5 separate regions of the Mus musculus genome follow, and regions 1, 3, 4 and 5 are each linked to region 2. A link is a contact called in public capture Hi-C and promoter capture Hi-C data. All regions are on one chromosome and are shown on one strand. The core of a region is the stretch at or near the end of the contact, and the rest is flanking DNA. Distances in the headings are between cores, read along the strand shown. Region 1 has its middle 94 kb from the start of 1700030F04Rik. Region 2 overlaps Gm36788 (a long non-coding RNA gene). Region 3 overlaps 1700030F04Rik (RIKEN cDNA 1700030F04 gene). Region 4 has its middle 56 kb from the start of Gm9946. Region 5 has its middle 15 kb from the start of 6820426E19Rik.

What was found. Promoter capture Hi-C pulls out the DNA fragments that hold promoters and counts their contacts. Capture Hi-C pulls out chosen DNA fragments and counts their contacts.
Region 1: a contact with region 2 is called in a promoter capture Hi-C map of cranial neural crest. The contact joins two enhancer-like sites. A contact is called at or near these places in 6 of 39 promoter capture datasets (the 3T3-L1 cell line, cranial neural crest, frontonasal cranial neural crest and 2 more) and 4 of 484 Hi-C or Micro-C datasets (cerebral cortex, embryonic fibroblasts and uterus).
Region 3: a contact with region 2 is called in a capture Hi-C map of embryonic stem cells, with 7 times the contacts expected there. The contact joins two enhancer-like sites. A contact is called at or near these places in 3 of 39 promoter capture datasets (cranial neural crest, frontonasal cranial neural crest and maxillary cranial neural crest), 3 of 15 datasets of contacts at CTCF or cohesin (the NIH/3T3 cell line and pro-B cells), 4 of 484 Hi-C or Micro-C datasets (cerebral cortex, myocytes and uterus) and 1 of 9 other capture datasets (embryonic stem cells).
Region 4: a contact with region 2 is called in a promoter capture Hi-C map of the 3T3-L1 cell line, with 9 times the contacts expected there. The contact joins two enhancer-like sites. A contact is called at or near these places in 4 of 39 promoter capture datasets (the 3T3-L1 cell line, cranial neural crest, frontonasal cranial neural crest and 1 more), 2 of 484 Hi-C or Micro-C datasets (the 3T3-L1 cell line and embryonic fibroblasts) and 1 of 115 datasets of contacts at active chromatin or transcription factors (the NIH/3T3 cell line).
Region 5: a promoter capture Hi-C map of cranial neural crest shows a contact between it and region 2. The contact joins two enhancer-like sites. A contact is called at or near these places in 1 of 39 promoter capture datasets (cranial neural crest), 1 of 15 datasets of contacts at CTCF or cohesin (the NIH/3T3 cell line) and 1 of 9 other capture datasets (embryonic stem cells).

What each region holds. Positions count from the first base shown.
Region 1 is chr6:117,655,561-117,660,942 of GRCm38.p6, reverse strand. No RefSeq gene overlaps it. Among named protein-coding and RNA genes, the nearest start is that of 1700030F04Rik, 94 kb to the left of the region's middle. Within about 2 kb of position 2,317, at least 4 of the 459 cell types and tissues checked have an H3K27ac peak or open chromatin away from gene starts, as enhancers often do.
Region 2 is chr6:116,766,742-116,772,599 of GRCm38.p6, reverse strand. Gm36788 (a long non-coding RNA gene) reads left to right here. Exons shown (of 4, transcript XR_377977.3): 4 at 1-887. Among named protein-coding and RNA genes, the nearest start is that of Gm36788, 5.6 kb to the left of the region's middle. Within about 2 kb of position 4,284, at least 14 of the 459 cell types and tissues checked have an H3K27ac peak or open chromatin away from gene starts, as enhancers often do.
Region 3 is chr6:117,673,802-117,679,601 of GRCm38.p6, reverse strand. It overlaps 1700030F04Rik (RIKEN cDNA 1700030F04 gene), which reads left to right. Exons shown (of 4, transcript NR_045731.1): 4 at 259-395. Among named protein-coding and RNA genes, the nearest start is that of 1700030F04Rik, 75 kb to the left of the region's middle. Within about 2 kb of position 3,076, at least 56 of the 459 cell types and tissues checked have an H3K27ac peak or open chromatin away from gene starts, as enhancers often do.
Region 4 is chr6:117,612,668-117,617,986 of GRCm38.p6, reverse strand. No RefSeq gene overlaps it. Among named protein-coding and RNA genes, the nearest start is that of Gm9946, 56 kb to the right of the region's middle. Within about 2 kb of position 3,791, at least 43 of the 459 cell types and tissues checked have an H3K27ac peak or open chromatin away from gene starts, as enhancers often do.
Region 5 is chr6:117,477,281-117,483,045 of GRCm38.p6, reverse strand. No RefSeq gene overlaps it. Among named protein-coding and RNA genes, the nearest start is that of 6820426E19Rik, 15 kb to the left of the region's middle. Within about 2 kb of position 2,800, at least 4 of the 459 cell types and tissues checked have an H3K27ac peak or open chromatin away from gene starts, as enhancers often do.

The DNA of each region.
Region 1 (5,382 bases), core at 1,068-3,567, 890 kb before region 2:
AAGCTCCTTGGACTCAGGTCACTCTGGGCCTGGATGGGGTTATCTTGGGCCCTGGAGTCACTGGTGTAGCTGAGGCTGGGTGCTTGTGAATCCATGCCCCCCCCCTACCACCCCCCAGCCCCGTGGAGCTAGCCATTCTAGGGCTGCCTTCAGAAAGAGGGTGTGGCTGGCAGCACTATGAGTGTCCCACAGGAAATAGCTCCCTCTGTTGGTAACAGGCAAGGATGCACCAGAAACCAGGCAAGGTCATTTGTAAAGGGTGCCTTGAAGAATTGGTTCACAGAACTTGTAAATCATTCATAGGCAGAAAAAGTGTGTTAGAGAGGTCACAAAGGAGAAGATTAACACTCCTGTTTTTAAATATCTTAGGGCAAACTTTCTGGAAATGTGTGCTCTCCTTCTTAACACAGGATAGCCAGCCTTTTCTGAGTCCTGTGGCCTCTGAGCCCCATAGGGCTGGAGTGCCTTGGTGTATTGGGCTCTGTAAAACATGTGTGTGTGTGTGTGTGTGTGTGTGTGTGTGTGCGTGTGTGTGTGTGTGTGTGTGTGTGTGACTTATATAATCTTCCAGAACCATATGTTTGATTTTTCTTTTGGTTGTGACGGCCTCTAGCTAAAATCGTGGTGAACTTGTTCTCTGTCTTCCTAAGATGGAGACAAGAAGAATTGTGTCTGGACCCTAGAAGATGATTCAGAATGGACTATAGACGTTTAAACAGAGAAAAACCTCAATGAGCCTTTAGAAGAAGGAAGATGAACAGCTAGGGCTCTTATAAAATGAGTGTTCCAAGAATATCTCATTCAACATGGGAACTGAATTGGAAGTAGGGACCCTGGACAAGCCCCAGAAAGATGACACCCCCAAAACCTTCAATCAGTCATCCCCTTTGCAGGAAAGAGGTCCTCACGGTAGTGTCACTATCAAGTTCAGTTTCCAGTGAGATTCAGGCCTGGGTAGGAGAAGGCCTTAGCCCCCAAGTACCTCACCATCTAGGTGGGAAAGCAAGGAGCTGGCATATTTACTCTGTGAGCCCAATCTGAGTGAAGAGATAGAGCACCCCCAGAGTCTGGGTGTCACCAGGAGCAGATGCTAAGGCACAGTTGGACTCAAATGTGACTCTGATGATTGTGATAGCTTCAGCTGCCCTGGAAGTAGAAGCAACTCTTTGTGAAACATCATTCATAGATAGAGGCATCTGGGCGGCTCCATCACTGCTGCTACCACCTGCTCCTGAATGATGCTAGCACAGGAATATCTGCCCTCATCCTTCTGATGTGGTCTCAAACCCTACTGAGTTAGATCAGGAGAGGACAACAGCTCTACCCAGCTATCTGCACCTTTACTCAGGGTAAGCTGAGAGATCTAGGAATCCAGAGTTCTTGGCTGCAAAGATGTTGCTGTCTTTCTGATTGCTGAACTGGACCTTTTCATTCCAGGCATAACATACTCACTCCGTGTCATACTGGGGCAAAGAATATCATGGCAAGTAGCCATGGTGTCTTAGTTAGGGTGAACAAACACCATGACCAAGGCAATTCTCATAAGGACAACATTTAATTGGGACTGGCTTATAGGTTCTGAGGTTCGGTCCATTATCATCAAGGTGGGAACATGGCAACATCCAGGCAGGCATGGTGCAAGAGTAGCTGAGAGTTCTACATCTTCATCTGAAGGCGGCTAGAGGAAGACTTGCTTCCAGGCAGCTAGGGCAACAGTATTAAAGCCCAAGGCAACAGTGGCACACCTACTCCAACAAGGCCACACCTCCTAATAGTGCCACTCCCTGGTATATGCAAACCATCACACATGGCAACCAAATGAGCAGAACAATATGGAGGTAGTCAGGTCTACATTAATGCTAATGGAACTGTTGACAATCTTTTTTTGAGAGGGAAGGGAGGGTCTCAAGACTCTCACATAAGATTCTTGTCTCCAACTACTACTTGGTAGATATGAGAGTATATAGGAAATGGAAGGTTAACGGAAAGGGTACCAGTCATCTATGATGGAATGAGACCTTGTGGCGATGGAGCTGTGTGGAGATCACTCAAACTCCTGTAAGTAACCCATTTCCCAGGCTCTGTGAAGATGCCCAGTAAACCCATTGGCCTAAGGTGGACTCTGGTGGAATCACAGTTTGTCTACTGCTGTCCTGTTTGGGTTGAGCAAGGTTGTGTCTCCAGGAAAGGTGCATGCAATGACACTGCCGAGTCTTAGAATCACAGTGAGAACAGGAATGGAGGTCATATCTCTCATTTATATTGCCTGGGAATTAATGAGGACTTTCTAAGGTCTTTGAGAACATCTGTTTCCAATCACTCAGGGGTTTACACTTGCAAAGCAAAGGCACCCCCACTTCCTAGGAAGCATTCTTTCTTTCAAACTTCAAATATGATGGAGAAAAGCAGAGCTGGGAACCCCTCCTTCTACCTCTCCTTCCTTAGTTGCTTCCTGCTTCATCCTGTGTGTGTGTGTGTGTGTGTGTGTGTGAGTGTGTGTGTGTGTGTGTGTGTGTGAGAGAGAGAGAGAGAGAGAGAGAGAGAGAGAGAGAGAGAGAGAGAGAGAGAGAACCCTTGGTGTGGTTTTCATCTTCCACTTTCTTTGAGACAGAGTCTCCCTTTTGCTGCTGCAAGTGCTGGGCTAGACGGTCCTGGTCCTCACCCTCCCAAGACTTCTGACCCCAGCTCTCATAGCAATGCTGGGATCAGAGTCTCGCTACCATGGTCAGCTTTACATGGGTTCTGAGGTTCTGACCTCATGTCCTCACACTTGCATGGCAAACACTTTCCCTACTGAGCCATCTCTCTAGCCTTGGGACAATTTTCTTAAGCAAACAGGGCACTGTGGCTATGCCTTCTGGCAGGCACCAAGTAGGTGACATTTGGTGTCCTGAGACATTCAGCTGCTTCTAGCGAAGGGGCTGTAAATAAGAGAAAAGGGAAAGAGGTCTGGCTGTGGTCAGGCAGAGTGGAACAGAGGTTCTGTTAACTGAGAAATGTCTATTGAACACAGGGATGGGCACTGTGCAGCTGAGAGGGGTACTTGGTTGCAACCTAGCTGGGCAGGGGAGAAGCAGAAATGGATAACAAAGAATCTTTCTCCAATTCCACCCTATGTGAGATGGCACACATAGAGGGGAAAAATTCCCCAGTTCCGTGAGGCTGGATTGAGGTGTGGTTGTGGCTGCTGAGCTGGGTTCTTATGCAGCACTGGGATGCAAAACAGACCTGGTGGCAGGCAGACAGGACTGGGCAGTCTATGGAGGCAATCCCAGCAAGGAACTGCATCAGTGCCATTATCAATGTCCTCTTGACATGGCCATCAGCTCCTTAATAACTCTGAATGCTATGAAGGGGTTGGGTCTTTGGGCTTTCACCTTGCGTCTGGGGGTGGGGTGGGGGGTGGGGGATTTTGACAGCTTCCACCCATGCAGTGAGACAGGAAAGACGCTGAGCCACACGATTGAGTTGAAATGGATGCTCTTGGGACACTCGACTGGGAACAGAACCACCCCAGTACTAGGAAGCTACATGCAAAGATTTCAGCTGATGGTGCCTCTGAGCCTCAGCTGGTTCTGGCATCTGTTGGAGAGAGAAGGGAGTTAGTACACGTGTGTGCCCTTTCCAGTCCCTCACATTTTATGAGGCCACTAGTGTTTGATACTGACGACTTTAACCTAAGTCTTGTCACCTCCTAACACAACATTCAGGTTGAGTTTCCTCTTTCTTTATAGCTCACGATGGGCATTGCGTTTTAACATGTGATTATTGGGAGACACTGAAAATGTATTCAAATGACAACAGCTACTGGGCACAGTCTTTTAGTGTCCTAGCTCTGATGGCAACTGTGCCACTGGAGAAGACATAGCAGGAGTGGCATTCTCATTGTGCAGAGTTCCTGGCTCAAGCACTCGAGGGCGGGAAGAAATGGATTGTGTATGAAACCATTGTGGGGCAGCAACAGGCAAGCTTGTGTGCAGCCCAGACATGAGCTTTTCATACCTGTGTCCTGTCCCTTGTTTGCTGAGGGTGACAAGGGACGTTCGATCTATCCTCACAAGTGAAGACAGAGAAAGAGAAAATGTAGTGTTTATCCTGGAGAGAGTGCTTAGAGTTGAGTGGAAACTAGGAATTACCTTGATAATTAGATGAAGGCTTGTAGATTAGATTAGAAAAGAGATGAAAATTAGATTTAAAAAGCTAAAAATAAAATGGTACCTTCAGAAAAATACAAGCAAGCATGGATAAAACGAATTAAAAATAAATTCCGCAAGTGCTATGACATTTACATTGTAGTTTGGGAATTAGTTCAATAAAATTCTAATTTCTATTGAATTGATTTCTGATTAAAATTAGGAAAAATGCCTTTGAAGGAAATAGCTCTCCTTGCAGGCAAGTTACACTAAGAATGTAAATGCAGGAAAATCATATTTTCCCATGTGAGTGAACTGGAAATATCTCTCACACAGTCTGTGTTCACAGCCCCATAATGTGCTGAAGGCCAAGTCAATGGAGCCATCATGGGAAGCTTCAGAAAGGGAAGTGATCATCCAGACCTTCCTGGGGCCCCCCTTACTGCCCTCTTCTCTCAAGCAAGCTCCTCTCAGCCTCACCTCTGAGTGTCTTTCACCCCCTCTTCTAGCCTCCAGCTATCGGTCACCGTCTTCACCACCTCCCTCTTACTGCTCCAACACACACAAGGAGAATGCAGATTTTGGCTGCATTTGCTTTACTGTGGAATGCCAGAGGCTTCCTTTCTAGCCCTTTGGCATTGCTTCGCCTGGCTGGAAGATGCTTCCGGAACTGGTGTGAACTCTGGCCTTTGGAGAAAGTCTTTTATCCCAGTTGCCAGACAATAGAATCTGGAAAAAAATAAATAAAGAAAAAGCTATCAGAGGAACACACAGGGGCCACATCTTGGGGGACAGTGTGACTTATTTCACCTGCTCCTCTGGCAGGGAGGTGAGTAGGAGGTAGGCAAAGCTCCTTATACTTCAAGAAGAACCCCTTCTCCAAGGCCCACATTTCCTAACGGTTGGTGGTGCCAATGTGATTTCTGCTTTCTGTGGGTCTCCATGGTGTGCTCAGAGATAGGAGAGATGGGGAGGCACATAGCAGTGGCAGTGAGAGCTGCAGGGCCTTTCTATAGAGACCTGTATCAGCTGAGGCCATCTGCAGCTGGCCAGGGACAACACTGACTGGTTCTCTAACTTGACCTGGGAGCCGCCCATGCTTCAGCCTACAGCAGTCTTCAGGGCATCCTTACCCAGGGTGAAGGCTTGGACTCAGCAGACACAATAATCCTCACGTTCTTGAGATTCTGATGCCCATAGGCATAGAGCCAGGTTGTTTGCAATTTGCAGTCCCTAAAAGGGATCATTG
Region 2 (5,858 bases), core at 3,035-5,534:
GACTCTATTTTTAACAACCAGGAACCCTGAGATCTATGTAAAACGGCCACTGATGTTCATACACCTCACATTATCCCTGCTTTACAAGACTTAAAACCGAGACCAACTTGGACCAGTGAGCAGTGGAGACAGGACACAGGCTCCATAACTTTCCTAAAGCATGCTTTTCAAGACTCCCATTGCTATCCACCATCATCTGCTGGCCCCTGCCATGTTGTTCTCTGCAGCTAAGGAATATGTCTGGGTCACCTAGAACAGGGTGCGATCCATCTGTGATGATCCATCCTTGGATACAGAAAAGGTTAAAGGAGAAACTGTTTCTCCATCCTGCCTTAGTGGCCATTGTGATCTCTCTCTGGCCTCCTGAATACACCAGTACTGCCCGAGCTGCTGGGTAGCTACAGACCATCTTCTTTGGATTTTATTAGAAATGTTCTGTCTTCTGGACCTTTTGGGTTTAAGAAAGTCTCGAGTCTCCCACATGAAGTCTCTCTCTGCTCAAAATCCCTATGGCAAGTCCAAACAGCATAGCCCTGCAGCTTCAGCCTACAGGTTTCTAAGAACCTCAGACCCTTGGCCACCACACACCCCTCCACACCCTTCTGCAGGTATCTGTTCACAGTAGCTCGCCCCTCACTACAGGGGCCCAATATTTCCACCTTAAGAATCAGAACCTTTCTCTTGGAAGTCTTTCCTCACTTCACAACCAAGCTACTCTCCTGGATTCTGCCCCCTACACTTTGTGGATTAATCTTTCTAAATAACATAGAGTTCTATGAACATAATTATGTCTGTTTTGTGCATCATGGGACCTCACAGGGACCACAGTACAATTTTGCATAAACTGGATTTCCACATACAGAAGAATGAAACTAGATTGCTATCTCTTACCCTGTACCAAATAAACTCCAAATGGGTCAAAGATCTTAAACATACAACATAAAACTCAATTTATCGTGAGCTGTTTCATTACTTTTTCCTCTAAGAATTGCAGAGTTTTATGTTTTACATTAGGGTCGTTGGGGAAATAATGCCAATAATTAATAAATGGAACTTCATGAAATTACAAAGCTTCTGCACGGTGAAGGGCACAATTCAGTAGAGAGGCAGCCTGTAGTATGGGAGCAAACCTTGGCTAGCTATGTAGCTGAGAGAATATTAATATCAATAAAGGTATCAAAAACCTAAATACTATTATCAAACAACTCAGTAAACAGATGGGCTCAGAAAATGAATGGGCAGTCCTCAAAAAAATATAAAAAATTAAATAAAAATAAAACAGACAATTGCTAGCAGAGAAATGCAAATTGGGAGCCTACTAGGATCTCGTCCTCCTCGGGATGGAAGTCATTAAGAAAACAACTAACAAATGCTGGCGAGGACGCCTGCTGCCAGTGAGATGTAAATAGTCCAGTCACTATGGAAATCTGCACAGAGGTTTCTCAAAAAACTAAAAATGGACCTGCCATGTGACCCGGCTCTACCCAAAGGACTTCAAGTGAGCACACCACCAAAACACGTGCACATCGATATTTGCTGCAGCTGTGGCCACAATAGCTGAACTGTGGAGCCAGCCTTGGTGTCGAACAACAGAGGAAAGGTTAAGGAAAAGGTGGTACACACACTGGAATCGTTTTAGCTCTAAAGAGGAATGACGTTGTGTCATTTGCAAATAAAAATAAAAAAGTGAACTCACTGAAGATGATCCTATCAAGTGTAACAATTCAGCTTTAAGCAAATATTATGTTTTTGCTCATGTGTGATTTCTAGATTTCATACAGATACATACAATAATAAGATATCAAAGTGGAACTAAAGTTTTCTATGACAACAACAACAAAAAAGGCAATGGGAAGAGAGAGAAAAAAAAGGGGGCTAGGGGGCTGTGCAGGGAGACATGCCCCAAGCACATTGCATGCTTACATGGGAGTGCCCTCCTGTAACTCAGTATTGTGTAGTTTTACATAAGTGAGTCAGAACAAAATGTTAGAAAGTGTTTAAGAGCACAATACCATGGCTGTAGAAGGAAAGGCATTCAGTCCCCCTTGGCATCCATGAGAGAACCACTCGAGGATGTGCAGGGGTACAGACCCCTGGATAAGCTCATGTCTACCCTACAAAGTGGCGCCTTGTTTTCAGATATCCTAAGGGATTCTCCCACATGCATCACGGCACCTCTAGATAACTTCCAACCCTTAATCTAATGCAAATGCTAGGTTACAGCTATTATAGTCCATCATTCACAAAATAATAAGGGAGAGAGTCTACACATGCTCGGTACGTTTGTTTCCCAAATATTTTCAGCCTGCAGTTGACACCATCAATGGATAAAGAATTCGGAGATACAACAGATCAGCTGTATAAAGTTTAACTCGTTAAGTTGAATCAAGAATTTGTATTCAGGATGATTCTGAACTGAATAGGACCCCAGTGGAATCCAGAGTATGACCAGGAATGGTGCCCATGTATCAGGCCCCAAGTGACCCCAGGCAACTGCATTCATTCCACCAAGGCCCGAATGGTACCACGGTTCAAGTCTAAAATGGCCCAACAGGCTTGTGTTTTAAACGCTTGTTTCAAAGCTTGAGGCCTCTAGAAGGGTGTGACTGATAAGGGCATTCACTAGACCCTCAGTAGAAGAGCGTTTGAAGGTTATAAATGGCTCCTTCCCATTCTCCCTACCCCTTGGTGCACCACAACATGACCCGCTGTTCTCCAGGCACACAGTCCTGCTGACATGATGTCCTGCGAGTGCATCGGGCCTGACACCGGAGGACTGAAATCTCTAAATCAGGAACCAAAATAAACCCTTCCTTCCTTCCTTTCTCTCTTCCTTCCTTCCTTCCTCCCCCCACCCCCACCCCCAGAAAAATGACATGTGGTCCTGCCAACGTCTAGGTAAATAATACAAGTGGCTTTGACTGTGCTTTGCCCCTTGAGGGTCAGTCCTTGTCCCTGATAAAAGGCTGCGCCAAGAAGAAGGCAATGCCCAGAAGAAACACGGAGAGCTGATCGCTGCAGGTAGTGGATGGTGCGCATTTGCACTGCAGGGGTTCTCATGAGAAGCCAGTTGTTAAGTTCATCACCCTGCCAACGTAGAAACTTATGCCAGCTACCCATGTGTCTATCTCTCCCTCAGCTAGAGAAACAACCCTTCTTTTTTTTTCAAGAGCAGAAAAACCAGTCTACCTTTCTGATGTCACAAATCTGGAGTGCTGAGGAGCCAAAGAACCATCTCACTGCCAAGGCAGCCGGGTTTGAAACCCTACTCAATGTGTACAAGTTACGGGGAATGTGGAGGGAGATATAGCTTTCCTGCACACACCTGACACCCGCAGCTGTCTTCTGCAGCCTGTGCCTGGGGACCGAGTATCTAACACCTTCATCAGAGGCAGGTGTGGCTCATTGTTTTGTTTTGTTTGTGCTTTCCACCCCACATCCCATTTCAGGATGTTAGGATTTGAAACTATCAAGTAACATCAACAAACTATATGTGTTTTGGAGACAAAGGAAGTGATGAGCCCTGGACTTCTAAGTTTACTGGTATTTGGTTCCCGTTTCCTCCAACTCCTGCCAGGTCCATCCCTTCTTCCCATGGCTCATTTCCCTGATCCATCAAATCATGAAGATGCTCTCTCTAAGGCACAGATTGGCCTCCACAAGCTAAAGGAAATGCTGTCACTGTGTGCACCTTTAGCCTCATGTACATGCGTAGCTCCCACAGGCTCTCTTAGTTCCGTGCTGTATCTACTGACATTCCTCCCTTCTAAGTAAGCAGTGCGTTCTCTGAAGACCTTTAGATACTTACTCAATCTTAGCATTATGCCTGGTGGTTACTCTATTCTGAGACAGCAAAGGAACCAGACTATAAATAGGTCAGATCCCAGCCCTCACCTCACTGGCTTCTCAGGGCAGGAGCTACAAACCCTCTGTGGCTGTGAGCTGCTTTTGAGTCTGCAGGGAGCCCTTAGGTAGCAGCTCACACAGAGAACACTTGTTAGGGCCTTGGGTCTGATCCTGGCCCTGTGGACTCTCCCATTATGAATATCTATAAATGCTTACCAACATGCCTCAGCTGCTCTTACAGCATGCGTTGGTGTGCTTTCAAGGGGTTGGCCTGCACCCCAGCTCCTAAGGTCGGCTCTTACTAGCTTGAGATAAGTGCAGACTCTCAGCCTGTTTAGCACAGACATTGACTGCGAAACATACTTGACCCAAGCCAGTCCTTGCTTCGGTAGGCCGCTGTTGTCAGGGTTTGGAGGAAACCTGTGTACCCCACATTTGATCCCATCAAGTAGAGCCAAGACTTATGGGTGGCCTAAGAAGATCTCACTTTTTCTGCATTGTTTGATGTGAGGCTAGAACAGCAGCAGGCAGCTGGTTGACTAAGTGGGAAAAGAGTCTGAAAACAAAGCCAAACTGTAGAGAAGACAGCCAGAAAACTAGTGACCGTCCAAATCCAGCCAGTCTTTGCACATCTTTATTTCCAAGTTGCTGTGACTTCTGTTCTCTGTTTACTTGCAACGAAAAGCTGTGAGGAGTGTCTCATCCCACAGTCCAAGAAGCAAAGCTGTGGAGCAACCGGGATAAGCTTAGAAGTCGCCAGGGTTGTAAGGAACTTGCAAGAATTAGCATTAGAGGGAGGAAGCAAAGGGAAAGCCCAAGGATGAACCAGAGCACGCCGGGCCTCTGCCGCCCCCTAGTGGACACTGCTGCCGCCACAGATCCTGCGGCCCTAGCTCAAAAGTTGACCAAAGCCCGGTTCTTCACCGGTGCCTCGACATTCCAGACCTAGATCCTAAGGAATTAGTTACCCAAGTGGAGTGCTCCTTCTTTGTACAGTAGGAAAAATAACATCCCCTGTTATCTGTAAGACTGTAATTAGATGAAATAGTCAAGATGAGGTTAACGGGACCTGCCCATATGAAATAACAAAAGGGGGGAAAATGAATTGCTGACGAAAGAAGTTTTGAAAAGTAGCACAGACAAAGAGCCGCGTGATTGATCCACGTCACTGACCGGAGAGGATCCAGGCCATGCCTTTGAAAGTGTGACTGAGGAAGCATATGGCTGCGCAAGTCAGAGCGCCCACCTAAGCCCAGGCTAGGAACCTGGACAGAGGGAGCATTGCATGCACTGGAGATGCAGAAGCTCCTGTAAGCCCCAGAACGATCCATAGATGCAAATGAGGAGATGACCAGGAGAGCCACTGGAGAGGACTGGAGGGAAAGAGACACAGAAAGCCAGGGCAGGTCCTGGCCACTAGCAGGGTCACTGAACCATCAGAAACCCTCGTTTCAGGCAAGGCCGTTAGTAGTTACAGTAAAACGCAGGTCCCCTAAGGCGGTGGTTCTCAACCTTCCTAATGCTCTAACCCTTTAATACAGTTCCTCATGTTGTTGTTACTTCATAACTATAATTGTGCTACTGTTATGATCATGATGTAAATATCTGATATGCGACCCCTGTGAATGGGGTCACTGTGAAAGTGGGTCACGACCCAGAGGTTGAGAACTGATTCCCTAAGAACTCATACAGGCAGAACCTAGATAGAGCCATCTTGTCTGTAGCCAGGATGAGAGTGAAGCTCAACAGCAAGCTCAGAGGTATATGCAAGGATACAAAAACAGTCACCACAAAATAAGAAAAAAAAGTAATAATGTATAACACCCAATAAAAAGTGTCTGTGCCTTCCAACAGGCAAGATGAGACAGAAGCCCAGTGAACTGACTGCCAATGCACAGCATAACACAATTGGGTGGGAAACAAATCTTGGAAAGAAATCTACAACCCCAAATTAAGTTAAAAAGCAAGAATGCTCTCATGACTTCAGACCAGTCTATGACTTCAACTTCCCT
Region 3 (5,800 bases), core at 1,827-4,326, 910 kb before region 2:
CGAGAGAGGACTGCTCTGTAGCTGCAGAAGAAGAAAGAGCTCACCCACAAAGAACCATTGCTGAACAGGGCCACTTCCCCCACATCTTAATAACTTTTCTCTTCTCTTACCTCTGCTGGATGGTAGGCTAGAGGGGAGATTGAACTCTTATTAAAAGTAGGTTGTAAAAATTTATGACAACACCCACTTTTCCTGCGACGATGGATGGTACCCTCAAACTAAGCCAAAGTAAACCCTGGTTTTGTTCTTTTTTTTCAGGTATTATGACCAGGGTCCTGACTTGCCCATCTATTCTTAGGCAGAAAGGCCACTGTGAAGAGCACTCTATGTCCCAGATTGTTGTGCTCCTTCGGAAGGGGCTGATAACTGTTAATAGAATGGAATTCCATATATAATCTCTGTGTGGTCTCTGCTCAGTCAATGTATCTGAGCTCAGTTCCGCCATCCATAAAGTCAGCTTCATAATAACAGCCCTTCACTCCACTCTGTGGAGCTGCCATGAAGATTAAGGGGACTAATGTATACAGAGTCCTCAGCATCCTGCTACATGCAGCTTCCCACAAGAATAGCCCGGTTCTGACTTTTATTTATAAAAAGAGAACGCAAGAGGAGAAATGAGAGATGTCTGTCTATTTGCTTGCTGTAACAAAAGCCCATAGATGGAGTAGCTTATAAACAATAGGAACTTATTTCTGAGTTTTGGGGGCCAGAAGTTCATGATCAAAGCACCAGCAGATTTGCTGCCTGGTGAGGCAAGATGACACTCCTCACTCTGTTCTCTCATAGCAGGAGGGGAGGCAGCTCTCGAATGCCTCTCTTATAAGGGTTCTGATCTCCTCCATCCTCAAGAACTAGTCGATATCTCAAAGCACAGTCTTCTAATCTATCACAGTCTCATCACAGAGATGGGGGTTAGACAGGGTTAGGCATGAAGTGGTGGGCAGATTTTATTTGTTACAGATCCTTAATGGGGTCTGACATCCCCAGGAGACACCATCACCATACTGAAATCTGTGACCAGTTCTACCCGGGAGACTGCTTGAAGGGAAGATGGGGCCAAGGGCTCTATTAATTCTCTGGACAGTTGTTGGATGGGGCTGCTGACCTCCCCTGGGAATGTGAAGAGTGAATGGCCCAAGACAATCTACATCCTGTGCTTGTCCGCAGAGGCCAAGCTTGGAGACGTGGCTTTGCTGTTTTCTAAGAGGGGCAAAGATTAAAACGAAATCGTCTTGAGATCATGCTGAAGCTCCAGAAAGCAGAGCTAGTTGGAGGACTTGGACAAAGAACAGATCTCTAAAACCCTCTCTACAGGAAACAGAAGGATGCTTAAAAGTCTGCTTTGTATCTACAAGAAACAGGGGCAGGGGATCCCAGACTCTATAACCCAGCAAAAAAGCCACAAAGAAAACATGTGAGTTCTGTGGGGCAGGGTCAGGCAGCAAGCAGCATTAGAGGTAGAGCCAGGGTGTCTTTTTTCTCAGAGCACCTTTGTCTATGGGAGCAGAAGTCCAAGTGTAACACAGGCAGTTCTGTGGGCAGCCTGTTCAGCTTGGCAAGGGCTGGAATGTAGGATACAAACCATTCAGCATGAGCCCTGCCACTCTGGATCCTAGTCCTGCTTCCCAGACCTTCCCAGAAGATTGCCTGGAAAACAGAGTGCTGTTAATTCTGACTTCTCTGCTCTCCAATCTTTGCAGGGGAGACTTTAGCTTGGAGCCAACTCTCTGTGACAGTTCCTCCCGAGGTTACGTGGGCCTCCTTCTATAAAGATGTATATAGGCAAAAGCGTAAAAAGCCCAAGTACTATAAAATCCAGACAAGATTGAAAAAGAACAACAAATCCACCATATTGGTTTCGATTTGTGGTGAGGGCCAGTGCTCCTTCAGGAAACGGACCAATTCCAAGACAAAGGACAAATCATTTGAAAATCCAGATTTGGAATCTCAGGATAGTGTCAGAGCAGTGTAAGTCTATGAAAGACATCATATGTGACAAAAAATATTTAAATCGAAAACCATGGTTACCCCCAATAAAACTGTGCAGGAACATCAAGGAGGGACCAGGTGGAGAAGGCAGCACGGGCAAACAGTTGGCAGGAATTAGCAGGCGGCTGTTAAAGCACAGAGCCCAAGGCCTCCCTCAGGGAAGGAAAGTTACAGAGGCTTACAGAGAATGGAGACCAAGGCGAGAACCCACTAGAGACCAGGAGAGACTCCGCAGGGACAGAATTGTGGGCTTGTGCTGCGTGCAGTGCTCAGGGCTTGTAAATGGAACAAAACCAGAAGTGGCAAAAGGATAGGCAGACACAGCCGGAAACATCAAAGGACCCTAAGTTCTTCCTGTCACAGAAAAACATGCACTTGATGCAGACGCTTCAGTAGTGACTGCTGAGAGGATGTGTCTAGGAAGAATGGTCGTCTGCTCCCTAAGATGTTCCCGATCCTGCTGCAGGAGGGAATCCCATTTTCAGGTTCCTTTAAACAAGATGGCTCAGAACCAATAGGAAGCAGAGGAAAACAGTGATTGAAGCATAAAACTGCTGAAGGGTCCAGGAAGAAAACACAGGGTGGTGCAGCTTCTGTTCTTCCCAGCGACAGGCAGGCAGACAGACAGACAGACAGACAGACAGATTGTTCCAGGGCTTCTTTTTAGAACTTAACCAAAAGGTTTTAAGGTTTATCCAGGACTCTAAAGAAAGCCAAGAAAGTTCGGGGGTGGGGGGGGGGGAAGAAGGGGCACAGGAACCCCTGGGTAATTGTCTGGTAATTGCTCGAGCTATTAAAGCACAGAGCTGTGTTTCAGTGATCAGAATACCCTTGAAATGACCTCAGGGGAGGCGGGGCAGAAGCACGTGCCTAGAAACGTGGATAGACGCAGGAAGATTTCCTGAACAATAAGAATGACATTAAATCACACTTGGAAAAGGGCTATTACCCGGTAAAATATATTAGCACAACTCATTATGTATTTGGCAAGACACTGGCCACAAACTTACAGCAGCAATAAACTGAGATCTTTATCAAGTTAGTGAAATGTGAGATAGAAAACCACAGAGAGTCAGAGGGAAGTACAGGGCCACACTGTAACCTTGAGCCAGACTCTCAGAGCTTGAGGTAGATCGGACAGAACCAACTGTATAAACAAACAAGCAAACCGCACAACTGCCACCAAAACATCTTCAGGATGGAAACGGGATAATAAACATTGAAATAAAGCAGAATTGAATCCTGTGTGTGTGTGGCACCCAGCCATTGTATGTGTGTGTGGTACTGTGTATGGCACCCAGCCTGTGTGTGTGTTGCTGTGTGTGTGTGTGTGTGTATGTATGTGTAAGACCCAGCCTGTGTGTGTGGTACTGTGTATGTGTGTGTATGTATGAGACCCAGCCTGTGTGTGTGTGTGTATGTGTGAGACTCAGCCCGTGCGTGTGTGTGTATGTGTGTGTGGTACTGAATGTGGCACCCAGCCTATGTATATGTATATGGTACTGTATGTGGCACCCAGCCTCTGTGTGTGTGTGTGTATGTGTATGTATGTGTGAGACCCAGTGTATGTGTGTGTGGTACTGTATGTGGCACTCAGCCTATGTATGTGTATATGGTACTGTGTGTGTGCGTGCACGTGCACGCGTGTGTGTGTGTGTATATTTGTATGTATGTGTGCCTATGGGTGTGTGGTGCTGTGTGTGAGTGTGTGTGTTGCTATGTGTGCCTCCCAGCCTCAGGCATCCCAGAAAAATGCTCTCCCTTCACTCTGCCTCTGCTCCTAAAGCTGAGCTGGGACCATTTGAAAGGAAGATGAATTTGATTGTATACAGAGCTCTTTCAAACAAATATGTAAAATCCCAGTGTCTTGATTGCTACCACCCACGCCCACGCCCTTTCTGCAGGGCAGCACCCATCCCTTCCTCCACTTCCTCCAGTGTTAGCTCTCCAGGACCTTCCCAAGAGTTGCCCCCTGCTGGAGAAAGCTGTGGTCTAAGCGCTGCAGCGCCTCCTAGTGGCAGCCAAGGCAGTCAGGAATCGTGCCCACGCAATGGCCATCTGAGCACTTGGCCACGTCGCAGCATGGTGTTGCTAAGGTGTTGCTCAGAAAGCCTGCTGTACGGTTACTTTCTATGCTGTGATAAAGCACCAGGACCAAGGCCACATATAACATGAAGGGCTTATTTAGGGCGTCCAGCTCCACAGGTATAAGGGTCTGTCTGTCCCTATCATGACAGGGAAATGTGGCAGCAGGCAGGTGTGGCAACGTGAGCTGGGAGCTGAGAGCTCACATCTCGAAGTACAAACAGGAAGTAGAGAAAACAAGGTGGGGATTGCTTGAGTCTTTTGAAATGTCCGAGCCTGCCCTCAGTGACACATTTCCTGTAGCAAGGCCACTTCCTTCAGCTCCTAAACCTACCAGATAGTCATCCAGTAGAGACCAAGTATTTAGATGCCTGAGCATACGGAGGCCTTCTCAGGCCAACCACCCCATCAGCTAAACCTGCTGCATGCACATACACTGTCACGTCAGAGTCTGGTTACTAGACAGTGTGACTTAAGAGATTAGGTCAGCTTTCTGTCACTGTGACAGAGAACACCGGTGATCATTAACTTATAATTTATAAGAAGACAAGATTTGGTTTTGGCCCACAGTTTTGGTCCATGGGACCGGACTGTGCTAATGTCTCCTTTAAAGATGTGCTCCCAAGACTTAATGTTTTCTCATGGGATGTACCTCTAACGTTATCATTTCCATAGCATCATGCTGGGGGCTCAGACTTTGTCACATGGGCTGTTGGAAGACATTTATCTAATTCTAAGGAGACACCAACTAAATAAAATGTATGAAAAACGTAAGCACAGATCACAAAAGGAATGAAAGGAGAAATGCAAACTAGATGACTAACAGTACTAAGCACGCATGCATAGCTGGCAGAGGCAAAGCGGCTGAGAGCTGGAGCTGTCTGGGAAGGTCAGCATTTCTAAGGGGAAATGTGGGCGTGCACTGTCCATCCAGGAAGCCCATGATGGTGCTGGGGAAGAGCTCTCCTGGTGCGTTTACTCTAAGGAGATAACTCTACAAACATAAAGACAGATGCCTTAGAGCTCTCCCAAGCAACAGAAACAATAGTGTGTGTACATGTGTGAGTATGTGCATGTACGTGTGTATAAGTGCATGTGTGTGTATGTTTGTGTATGTGTGTGTATGTATGTATATGTATATATATATACATATATATATATGTATGTGTACAGGCATGTGCATGTGTATATATGTATGTTTATGTATGTTTGTATGTGTATGTATGTGTATGTATATACTTGTATGTATGTGTGTGTATGTTTGTGTATGTGTGTGCATGTTTGCATGTGTGTGTGTGTATTTGTGTGTTTATGTGTGTATGTGTTTGTGTGTGTTTATGCTTGTGCATGTATGTATATGTATGTATATATATATATATGTATGTGTACAGGCATGTGCATGTGTATATATGTATGTTTATGTATGTTTGTATGTGTATGTATGTGTATGTATGTGTATGTATATACTTGTATGTATGTGTGTGTATGTTTGTGTATGTGTGTGCATGTTTGCGTATGTGTGTGTATATTTGTGTGTTTATGTGTGTATGTGTTTGTGTGTGTGTATGCTTGTGCATGTGTGTGTGTATAAGAGACTTATTGACTCACACAATCACAAAGGCTGAAAAGTCTCCAGCTGCAGGTTCTGCATGCTTAGCTTTTCCTTTGTTTGGGGTGTTGATTGCTTCGATGCATCCACTCCATGTGGAGGACAATCTGCTCTACT
Region 4 (5,319 bases), core at 2,542-5,041, 850 kb before region 2:
TTCCTTACTCAGCTCCAGATGTAGAGATGAGATTCAATTTTTTTTGTGTGTCTAAAAGGACATGTTCTTTCACACAGGAATGCCACTGGAACGGAATGTGGATATATATCAGCAGCTTGCTGAAATCCCCATCTCCCAGGGTAGGGACATAGTCAAGCCCCTTCTTGCTTCTGGGGATTTTTCTTCTGCTGAAGTACGGCTGTTAGGTGATAGAGACCTGCATCACACATGAGATGTTGCAGGAGGAGAGAAAGGTGGGTCAGGAACAAGCAGAGGAGACATCACTGTGTGATGTTCCATTGCAAGGTTCCTATCAATGAACGAGGACTTTGATCGTCTACGAAGACCAGGGCTAGTTAACTGATAAGTGCTAAGAGACCACTTGGTACCTCCTTGCTGGTCTGTGGTGGTTCGTTTATGTGTCCACTTGGGCTGAGGATGCCCAGATAACAGGGAAAACATTTGGGGGCACCTGTGAGACTTTCCAGAAGAGACTAGACTCAAATGAATAAAGAAGGTTAGATCATCACCAGCCAACGTTGTTCAAGACTTGAATAGAATAGAAAGGTCAGGGAAGGGCCAGCTCTTTGGATAGCTGTCATATTTATCTCCTCTCACCCTCTTATGTCAACATGTCTAGTTCACAGGCTTTCAGACTGACCGGGACTCCATTGACGCTCAAGCCTTCAGACTTGAACTGAGTCACTCCGTCAGCTTTCCCGAGCCTCTGGCTTGCAGACGGCAGGTCTTGGGACTCACAGTCTCTGTAACCTTACATGCTCATTCCCATGATAAATCTCTGTCCATATAGTTATATATATATATATACATTTTATTAGCATGTTTCTCTGGAGAACCCTGACTATGAAAGCAGTAATAGCCTCACCAAGTGAACCCTAAAAGTCCTACCTGAGTCCTGCCATGAAAGAGACCTGGGTCATGTTGAATGTGTGTGAATTCTCTCCAGAGATTTCTTGTTAGGAAGTAGCTTAGTTAGCTTCTGCTTGACTATATTCAGGAAAAAGAAATGCTCACTCCTAAAGGTGAGCCCACTCCACTGTTGCCTCTTGAAAATGACTTCTTACACCGCCTTTGCCAATTTCTCTTCTATGGGTATTTCTAGCTTTGGGGCTCTTTCATTCTAGTGTCTCATAAAAATAACATAAAGGATGTGAGATGTCCCTTACTAGAAATCCTCTCTTAGCTTCTGTGGATCAAAAGCATCTCTGTCCTCAGGAGGAGACGAGGAGAAAATCGGAAACACAGTTCCCTGGGGACCACATCCTTTTCATCAGTGTTTGTAGAGGTGAGTGGCATGTGTAGTCTTGAAGATGCTTCTGCAAAGCCAGTAACCGGTACCAGTGTTACTTTCCTGTGGTTATTTCTTGTCTCAGTGTCACTTGGGCACCCTTCTTATTTCATTAGTGACAACTGAGTCCCTAGTCTCTGCTTCCTGCTCTCCACCTGGTGACCCCTACAGGACAAGGGTGAGAGCCCTCTCCTGGTTGGCCATGCTCTGCCTGTGTCTGTGCAGTATATGTTGAGGCCTCTATCTACCTTGATCCTTGACCTGATGGCAGGTAAGCTATTTGATCCTAGGACACTAGTACAAGTCATGTATGTATGTATGTATGTATGTATGTATGTATGTATGTATGTATCTATCTATCTATCTATCTATCTATCTATCTATGATCTATAGAAGATCATTTCACCTGGTTGAGGGAACCAGGAAGTAGTTTCAACTTCTTCTAAACTTACCCAACTTGAGAGCTAACACAGATAAGAAAGGACTTGCAAGATTACCTTGGTGAGTGACAGAGAAGCAGAGCTAGCTGGCTTGGAATTGAGAACCAAAGCAATGTGGTACATTACCTGTGGTCCAAACTGAGTCTCTTTGGCCGTGGACATTTTTGCACAGGCATGTGACTTACTGAACAGTGTGCATCACTCTTCATTAGTATGTCAAGGAATATGCTCAGGCTTCCTTGGGGAAACCACCCATCTAAGTGTCACACAGTCTACTACGGACTAGCTGGGGCTGCCCAAGCTAGCCTGGATTCTGTGTTCTGAGTAGGTGGAACTACACATGACTAAAGCCACACGTTATAAAAAGCTATTAGCACGATTTGGAAATCATAAATATGGATGACAAATCTTGTAGTGTTGGATGCTACTGTAACAGAATACTAGAGACTGAATAATTTATAAAAGAACAGATTTAGAATCTAGGAAGACCAAGGTTGAGGGCTCATTGCAGGAAAGAGCCTTTTTGTTGCATAACTCTAAGGTGGAAAGCAGGACAAGGCAGACTCTCTCTCTCTCTCTCTCTCTGTGTGTGTGTGTGTGTGTGTGTGTGTGTGTGTGTGTGTCCTTCCCTGAAGATCCTGCTTCTGAGAGGAGTCCTATCTGGTAAACAGAGGCTGCTGACCTAATCCCTTTCTAAGGGTTCTACTTAAACCCTGATTTACTGGGGGGCACAGTCAGTCCATAGCACTAGGACAGGTCTGGCAAGCTGGTTTGGGGATCTGCAGGAGCTGGCGTCATGGTTGAAATTGGAATGGATAACAACAGGGTGGCCAGCACAATCTGAGCCACACAAGCAGAGGGACAGAGTGTGCTCATGAGGGGACAGTGTTAGAGCCCATGTTCCTCACTGGGGCCTTATCCTACTGTGTAAAGAGGGTAGCATCCTTAAGTGTTGATGCCAAAACAGCTCAACAGGAAAGAGTTTATTCTAGAATCCAATACCAGTCACCATGTCTTATGATCACAAAATCAGCTTATCCCAAAGACCATGCTCCAACGTGGGAACACTTTCATGAATATTTTAATAGTAACAGAACGGAATATTTAAATAGTAATAGTAACAGAAAGTAATAAACCAAGGCCCTATGTAAGTACACTGGTGGGAACATTAAGCAAACAGGTTGCAGAAAACTGGGGAAATCACTGACCACAGTCATTGAAGCTTTAATCAGTCATTCAGTCTTGTGGATTGTTTAACACAGGTGTGGCCCCACCTACAGACACGCCAAGTAACACAACCAAGGTGAATATCCAGAAATATAGCTGAACTTAAATTTAAGATCATACAGCATACACACACATCACACAGAAAATGAAATATTAAACGCCTGTTGTAGAAGTAAATATTAGAGTATAAGACAGGAATGAGAAGTTACAGATACCATTGGAAGGGGCTGACTGGGTAGAATCTTCAGGAATGGTTGGCCTCTCCCCAGCTTTATAGAGACCAGTTTAGCCTATGGCCAGTGATGGACCCGGCCCGAGGTACAGACACCGGTGTGATCTGAAGAGTGTGTGAACAAGTTAGCCCTGTCCTTCCCCTCTCAGGACCTCAACAGAAATGAGTGGAAAGGATTCCAGATCTCAAGCTGGAGCCAGCGTGCCAGTGTGAAATGACAGCTGTTCAGAGCCAGGGCTCTATGGCCAGCAGAGCCAGGTGCCGGCTGGGGGACAGAGGGTAGCAACCCCTTAGTGTGTCCACAGCAGATTAGAGAAGGAACCTGGAAGTACCATGTGGAGACGTTAGATGAAATGGGTTAATGTAGCAGAAAGTTCTGGTTAAACTCCTGGCTCTCGGTAGTTTATATATAAATTCCTAACATATATAGTATCTGTTTGTTTGTGTCTTTGGCTAGACTGTACAGCAGATGACTTAAGACCAGGCAGCAAATTTGAGGTGGAGCCATGGTTATCACAACGGGCTGCCCGGACCACAAAGCTGATTTATTTCAATCATAACAGCAGCAAATTCCTGTTATTGTAATGAATCACAGCGGGTAAGCACACAGATGCAGGGGATGGGATCACGGGGCTGGCTGACTTTGCAGCTAGGGTAACTCAAAGCAGACTTGTAGTATCCTAATGATGCGATTTCTGTGGCAACCAAACCTGCAGCCCGCTCGCACCAAACAGGCCGTAATGAAATCTAGTATTTTTTATGGAATATTTTCCCTAAATGATAAGGATTGCATATGGTTCTTTTCCCATTGTGCAGCCGTTCAGTCCAAAGCAAACATTTGAGAGATTTTTAACTGAGGTTGGCAAGCTCAAACTTGTTTCAGCTTAAGAATATCCAGGCCATCTGCTGCAAACTCCCCAATAGAAAACACACTGAGCCTGGACTGCTCAAACTAATTTAATCATGAGATACCATTTCCTGGATTCGAAGGGGAACATTTCTATTTGCCCACTAGGGCTTTTTTTGGGGGGGGGAAAGGACTATATATTTGCAGTATGGTATGTTAGTCACTTGGAATTTCAAAGAAAAAAATAGAGTAGGGGTTCTGGAAAACAAACGTTGAAGAGGTCATCGCTTCAATTCTTTGCAGATGATTTTAATAGAAGAGTTTTCAGTACAATGTTACAACAGATGTGACAAGAATTGAGAGACAGGGCCATCATTTTGTAGGAAGCTAATTGATTTGTGCTGCTTGTACTTTGTTTTTGGACATATTTAACAAATAAGTACTTTTCTTCCCTTTTTTTGGATAATTTTTATATTTTTACGTGCATCGGTGTTTTGCCTGCATGTATGTCTGTGTGAGGGTGTCAGATTCCCTGGAAAAGGAGTTACAGATAGTTGTGAGTTGCTATGTGGGTGCTGGAAATTGAACCCGGATCCTCTGGAAGAACAGTCAGGAAAGACTCTCAACTTCTGAGCCATCTCTCCAGCCCCAAGGAAGCACTTTTCTGTACCGTGATAGTAAATCTCTGAATTTGGCCATGAGATGGTAGAGAGTTAGGTTCCAAATCAGCAGGCACACAGACCACTCGCTCACTCACAAGTGCTGTGCACACACCCTAGCCCTAACACCTCCCCCACCCCACAATCTTTTGCACAACTATTAGCTAGTAGTTCTAGAAGTGTGTTCAGAGACAGCCTCATTCGCTGGCACAGGCGACTGTGCCTTATCACAAGATGGCTGTAGGGAAGAACGAGGGTTTTAAAAACATAACCTGGGCTCACATTCTAAAGAACTTTGTGCCATAGTTACGTATGCCTGCAAATTTAATGAGTATGAATTTAATGCTGTTAGTTTTTTTTACTTATAAATCCACACATATATTAAGATCAGATGTGTACATTAACTAACAATGAGCATACACAAAAGCCAAACCAAACCTAAAAAAAAAAACCAACAACAAAAAAACCCAACAACAACAAAACCAAAACAAAACCAAACCAACCAACCAACCAAACAACAAAAAAACCAAAACCCAAACCAGGCGTCTGAGTTGGGCATTTAGGAAATCGTCCGTACTGTGTTAGGTATTAATTAACCTGAAGGA
Region 5 (5,765 bases), core at 1,551-4,050, 710 kb before region 2:
TGGTAAGTATGTATATGTGAGCGAATGTGTGTATGTGTGAGTGTGTGTGTGTGTGTGTGTGTGTGTGTATATGCCATGGTGTGCATGCAGAAGTCATAGGACAATTTTGTGGCGTCAGTTCTCTTCCACCTTTATGTGGGCCCTAGTGACTGAGCTCAGGTCACGTGGCTTGTGTGGCAAGTGCTTTACCTCTTGACCATCTTGTCAGACTTATTAAGTTGCTTTTTCAGTTGAGACAATAACTATATGATGACACATTTCAAATGCACAATAAATCACAGAATAAGGACACACACTCTTCCTCTGAGTCCCCATTTCTTTAAGGTTTACTACGTAAAGTAGCTACTCCGAATTTTCTTACATAATCTTTTCAAAAATGTTTTAAGCACTTAATACCCACTACAGTCATTTGTCTACAAAGTTGAGGGCACTCTGAATGTTGTACTTGCTCTTTATTTTACAATTATTCTCAAATACCTTCTCTATTATGATATTTTATCATTCTATTATCTATTGTTACAATAAAACATGCATGACAGCTTATACTAGAAAAAAATTAGTCTGTTTAGTTATCACAGTTTTGGAAGCTGGAAGTCCAAGATGAAATGGCCCATTTGTTACTGTTTGATAAGAGTCTTCTTGGTACCTTACCACATGGCACATAGTATCCTGGTGGGAGAACATTGAAAAATGGGGAGATCACATGGCACACAGGAATGCAGGAAGGATTAGGGCCAGGCTTACTCTTTTGTAGGAACAGCTTTTATGGGGAAGTAACTATCTCTCGAAAACCAAGTTAATCCCTCAGGAGAGCAATGCCTCAGCTCTTAGCTTCCTTTCTGCTGCCTTACCACACCGAGACTTGAACCTGCAGCATGTTGTGGGAGACTCAGACCTCGTACCATAGCAGGTATGCAGATCTGATTTATCCGCCTTTGTGGCTATGCTCTCTTCCACTATGGGACCATCTGTAATTTCTCCAGGTCCTTTTCACCTGTCAGATACTAACTAGCCTTTGTAATGTTACTGAAGCCAGAGCCAATAAAATTGTTCTTAGGACTCATGAACATGCACAAGTCATGTCTGAAGATCTGAAATCTGAGAACTTCTTAATGACTGAAATGGATTAAAAAGCATATTATCATATCAGCTAAATTTCTGCATATGGCCCCAGTTGCATGTAATTAAATACTATTTTAATTTGAATATACCTGATCATTGAGGGATGGTGAGCTTCTAAAAATTTTTTCAACTCACATTTTTATATATGTAAACTTCTCAATGCCTTTTCTGAACTTTTTGTTCTGTGCTTTTTGGTTTTTTTTTTTTTTAACTGATTTGCAGAGTTTTATATGTATTAAGATTTTTCTTCTTTGTATCTTTTTATCTTCTTTTGCATTTTCTCTATTGACCCTTTACATTTTTTTTTAATTATATTTTTTTGTTGTCAAATGTATCGTTCTGCCCATCTGTTTTTCTTGCTGGCTGTACCACCTTCTGTGTCTGTTTCAAACACATTCTCAAGGAAAGGTTGTGTTTAATTCACCTTCCTCATCTGATAGGTTTGCAATTTGCAGCTTTGATTCCTGGGCTTTATTCAAACATTGGAGAAGTAAGAACTATGGTGACACCGTCACCTCTTTGGCATTCTCTTGCTGCTGTTTGTGTGCTGGATCTAAATTCTGCCTTCACAGTAGACTGCATCCCACATGGATTTAGTTCTGGACAGTTTTTAACGTCAACTCCTACTTTAAAGGAAAACCTTTAGTTACTACAGCTTTAAAAGATGTTTTGTATCTAACATGCCTTGACCTTTCAACTGTCTTTTTGTTCCCATGACACGTCCTGACTGAATTGACATGCTAACGACTCCAAGTGGACTTCAGAGATACTTCTAGAAAAACAAATCTTAAGAGCACAGATGAAGATGCACCGGGTCTCCTGTACTCCTCAGGTAGAACTTTTATCTTTTTATTTGAGCTTTTATCTTTTAAAATTTCGTTTTTCCTAGACATTTTTATTATTGCTCTTGAAAACATAAATGGTTGTCGTTTAACATTTTATTTTCTAAATACTTGTTTCTCATGGTTAAGGAATGTTTGTTGATGTTTTGTAGACTGCTTTCTTACTGAAGGTGGTTTCCCTTGATTTTGGGGTGGAAGTCACTAACAACCCCACTGTGCTCTACTGACATGGGTAAACATGTTAGGTAAGATACTGACATAGGTAACCATCCAGAATGTCAATGATGAAGGCCTGTGGCTAACCACTATTAGGATGCTCTGTAGTACTCAGATGAAAGCTCTCATCGAGTGATTATATTAATACTCCTACATTAAGAAGGATGAGCCCAGAGCCAGATGTCCCCTGTCCCAGTTGGCATATAACAACGAACTTGCAATACAACAATGCCTTTCTCTTCCCTGATGACCCACAATTGGCACAGCTGCATGAGGCCCAGTTCCAGAAGCCTGGATCTCTCTCTGCCTTAAAATTCCAAGAATGGTGATACTCATGGGCACAGAGTCACTCTGGGGAAACTTGAAGTCTACTGTGGACTTGGGCAGGGATAGTCTTGTCATGGCATAAGGAGGCCAGGGGCAGGCAGATGCATGGGGTTCAGGCTCTGTTCTGCTGAGCACATTATAAGGTTTTGAGCATCCAGGCCCAGTTCAGCTGTGAGAGGCAAGATCACTAGCAGACATTTGTCTATTCCAGTCTGTCTTCTCTTACAAGCCCCCACGGCTATATGGAACCACTCAGAAAAGTCCAATTTCCTTCCCGCCGAACAAGATCAGCCAGTGTGCCTGCCCTTTTAGACCCTCTTGTGCCTCTGGCACAGATCAGCACTTCCTTACTTCCCAGGTACTCAGAAAGGTCCCACAGTATTCTGGTTTGTGCAAAGCTTCTATGCTTTCCACTAGAGAATCTCACACTTGATTATAGCCCCATATATACTTTAAGCGATTTCAATAAACTAGTCTCATAAATCTTGGTTCTTTTTAACAAAAAGAATCTACATTTCAAAATATTGATTTGGCCAAAAGGGCAGAGAAAAAAAAAAGAAAAAGAAAGAAATTCAGCGTTATTGATTTAAAATAACATGAAAATTGAGGATTGGCTTCATTCCTCTATGTGTATTGTTTCCTGTATGTAAATAGCCTTACACGGCCCCATTTATCACCATGACTTCTCCAGGGAGCTGCCATTTCCTGCCACCTCAGACTCCTACTTGTGCAAAAACATTAGGAGACAGAGCTGGAAGCCCTGCACTGAACAATTTGTCTGGGGGGAAGGCCATCAATTACATGTGTAAATAATCTATGGGCACAAACGGTTGTTTATGCAAGGGAGCCTTAGGGGGTGTGGATTAGAGAGATTTGCATAATGGTAATATAAGGCACACTACACTTAGGCCTATCTCCACTTCTGTGATGACTGGAATTCTTAGAAGTACTGTCTGGCTGGAGAGGAAAACCAGGTGGTGGTAACTGCTTCACCATGTGGCACTGAGGGGCAAGACTTGGGGACCAGCATGAATTAATCACAGGCTTTTAGGATGTCATCACATTTCTTGGGTCTGGCTTTGGTAAATTCCAAAGTGAAAGTTAGGAAAGGCCATTTTGGTTTCTGCATTTTCTTTTTCAAACACTGGTGTTGCAACTGCCGACTGCCTTTGATGTCAGCCTTTGTGGAGCAGGAATCTGCCACACCTGACAGCATCTTCAGAATGGGACATGTGGGCCAGAGATAGGTCTCCACCAGTGAATGAGCTCATGAACATGTAGTGTTCTCCTTATGGAGCAGCGAAAATACATCCCTGTACAAGGCACTATGCCTGAGACAGTCCCTCGGAGATCCACTTGGGGTCTGCAATCGGCATTTTCCATTAAGACACTCGTTCTATCTCTCTATAAATCAACAGTGCTGTGAGTACCACGTACCATGAATCACAGTCTCTACCTGAAGTTTGCTGAATGGTCCTACATGTGTGAAGTAACAGGATTGTTATATTCCATAATGCCTCAAAACACACACACACACACACACACACACACACACACACACCACAAACAAACAAGCAAGCAAGCAAGCAAACAAACCAACCAACCACTTGGAAGGAGATAGATAGGTTCAGGTAAGCTCGTGTGTTGGTTATCATAGTGAGAGCCACTCCTAATCTACCCCAATGAAAACATCGAATAGAACTTTAACAGAACATTCGTTGCACTGCCCTGAGGAAGCAGATAGCATGAAGGGTCTTGGGAACTACTTTTCTGGCCTTATCAAGTACTAGGGTGTTCGTTTTCTGAAACTTCCATGTTGAATTGAAACCGTTTTGTTCATGTGTAACATATATCACTCAGTGAAGTCTTTGATGCAGTTTACACGTTATATAAGAAGATGAAGCATGCACAATAGGAGACGCCAGGCTGTGAATGAAACTTGCTACCAAGGCTTACATAAATCTCCTCTACTGGAATTCCCAGGAAATAGAGGGTGCAGAGCCTGCAGTGCTGGAGGCAGGGGGTTTGCTCATTTGTCCCAGCTGTGAACCTTTCACAAGTGATTTATTCATAGCTCTAATCTAAAGCTCCGAAGCAACATGAGGCTGAGAAGGAGAGAAAAGAGACTCTTGCCTTTGCCCTAACTTAGGAGCCAGGGGTTCACCAGATGTGTGACTATCCTACCCAGTAAGATGAGTTGCCTTTGTAGACACTCACATCTTCCCTGATGTTAAGCAGTCAGACATGCATTAGTAGCCTCAGATGGCACTGAGGATGGCCTGCTCCTGATGGTCAGCTTTGGACACTCCCCCCCCCCCCCTTTCCCTGGTAACACTAAAGAGGAAACTCCAAATTTCCCCTCCTTAGGTCTCTGGAGCTGGAAAAAGACAGGATATTGTGAACTGCCCCAAATATTATAATATTGCATATCATTAGCACATCTTTTCATAATTAATCCAGCTGAGATGTCAGTACCAGGTCAGGATACCACTGCCTGGGAAGACCGAGTCACCTCAAGCTGTACTAAAAGGCTGGGAAGAACAATTATTTTCTTAGTAAGACTTACTGTTGCTTCTGAGAGGACCGCCTCTTGGGATGGCCCTTTAGGGATGGCCCTTTAGGGAGCTTCCCTCAACACAGCACAGTTAAGCCTGCCCACTTTGAAAAGAGCAACTTTTTCTTCTTTCCGTCTTTTACTTTCAGATACTGACCAAAAACCCTAAGCATGGGATTAGAGAGTGGCTCAGTGGCTAAGAGACAGTACTGAGCTGGGTGTGGTAGCACACGCCTTTAATCCCAGCACTTGGGAGGCAGAGGCAGGCAGATTTCTGAGTTTGAGGCCAACCTGGTCTACAGAATAAGTTCCAGGACAACCAAGGCTACAGAAACCCTGTCTCAAAAACCAAGAGAGAGGGAGGAGAGGGAGAGGGAGAGGGAGAGGGAGAGGGAGAGGGAGAGGGAGAGGGAGAGGGAGAGGGAGAGGGAGAGGGAGAGGGAGAGGGAGAGGGAGAGGGAGAGGGAGAGGGAGAGGGAGAGGGAGAGGGAGAGAGAGAGAGAGATGCTTTTGCAGAGAACCAGAGTTCAGTTCCCAGCACCCATGTTGGGCGGCTCACAACCGCTTGTAACTCTGGTTCCTAGGGATCTGACTCCCTCTGTTGAACCCTCCAGCACTGCACACACAGACATTATGTCCACACACAGACACATTGCGTAGATACCATTTAAATAAAAATAAAATATTGCTGAAAGCCTAGGCAT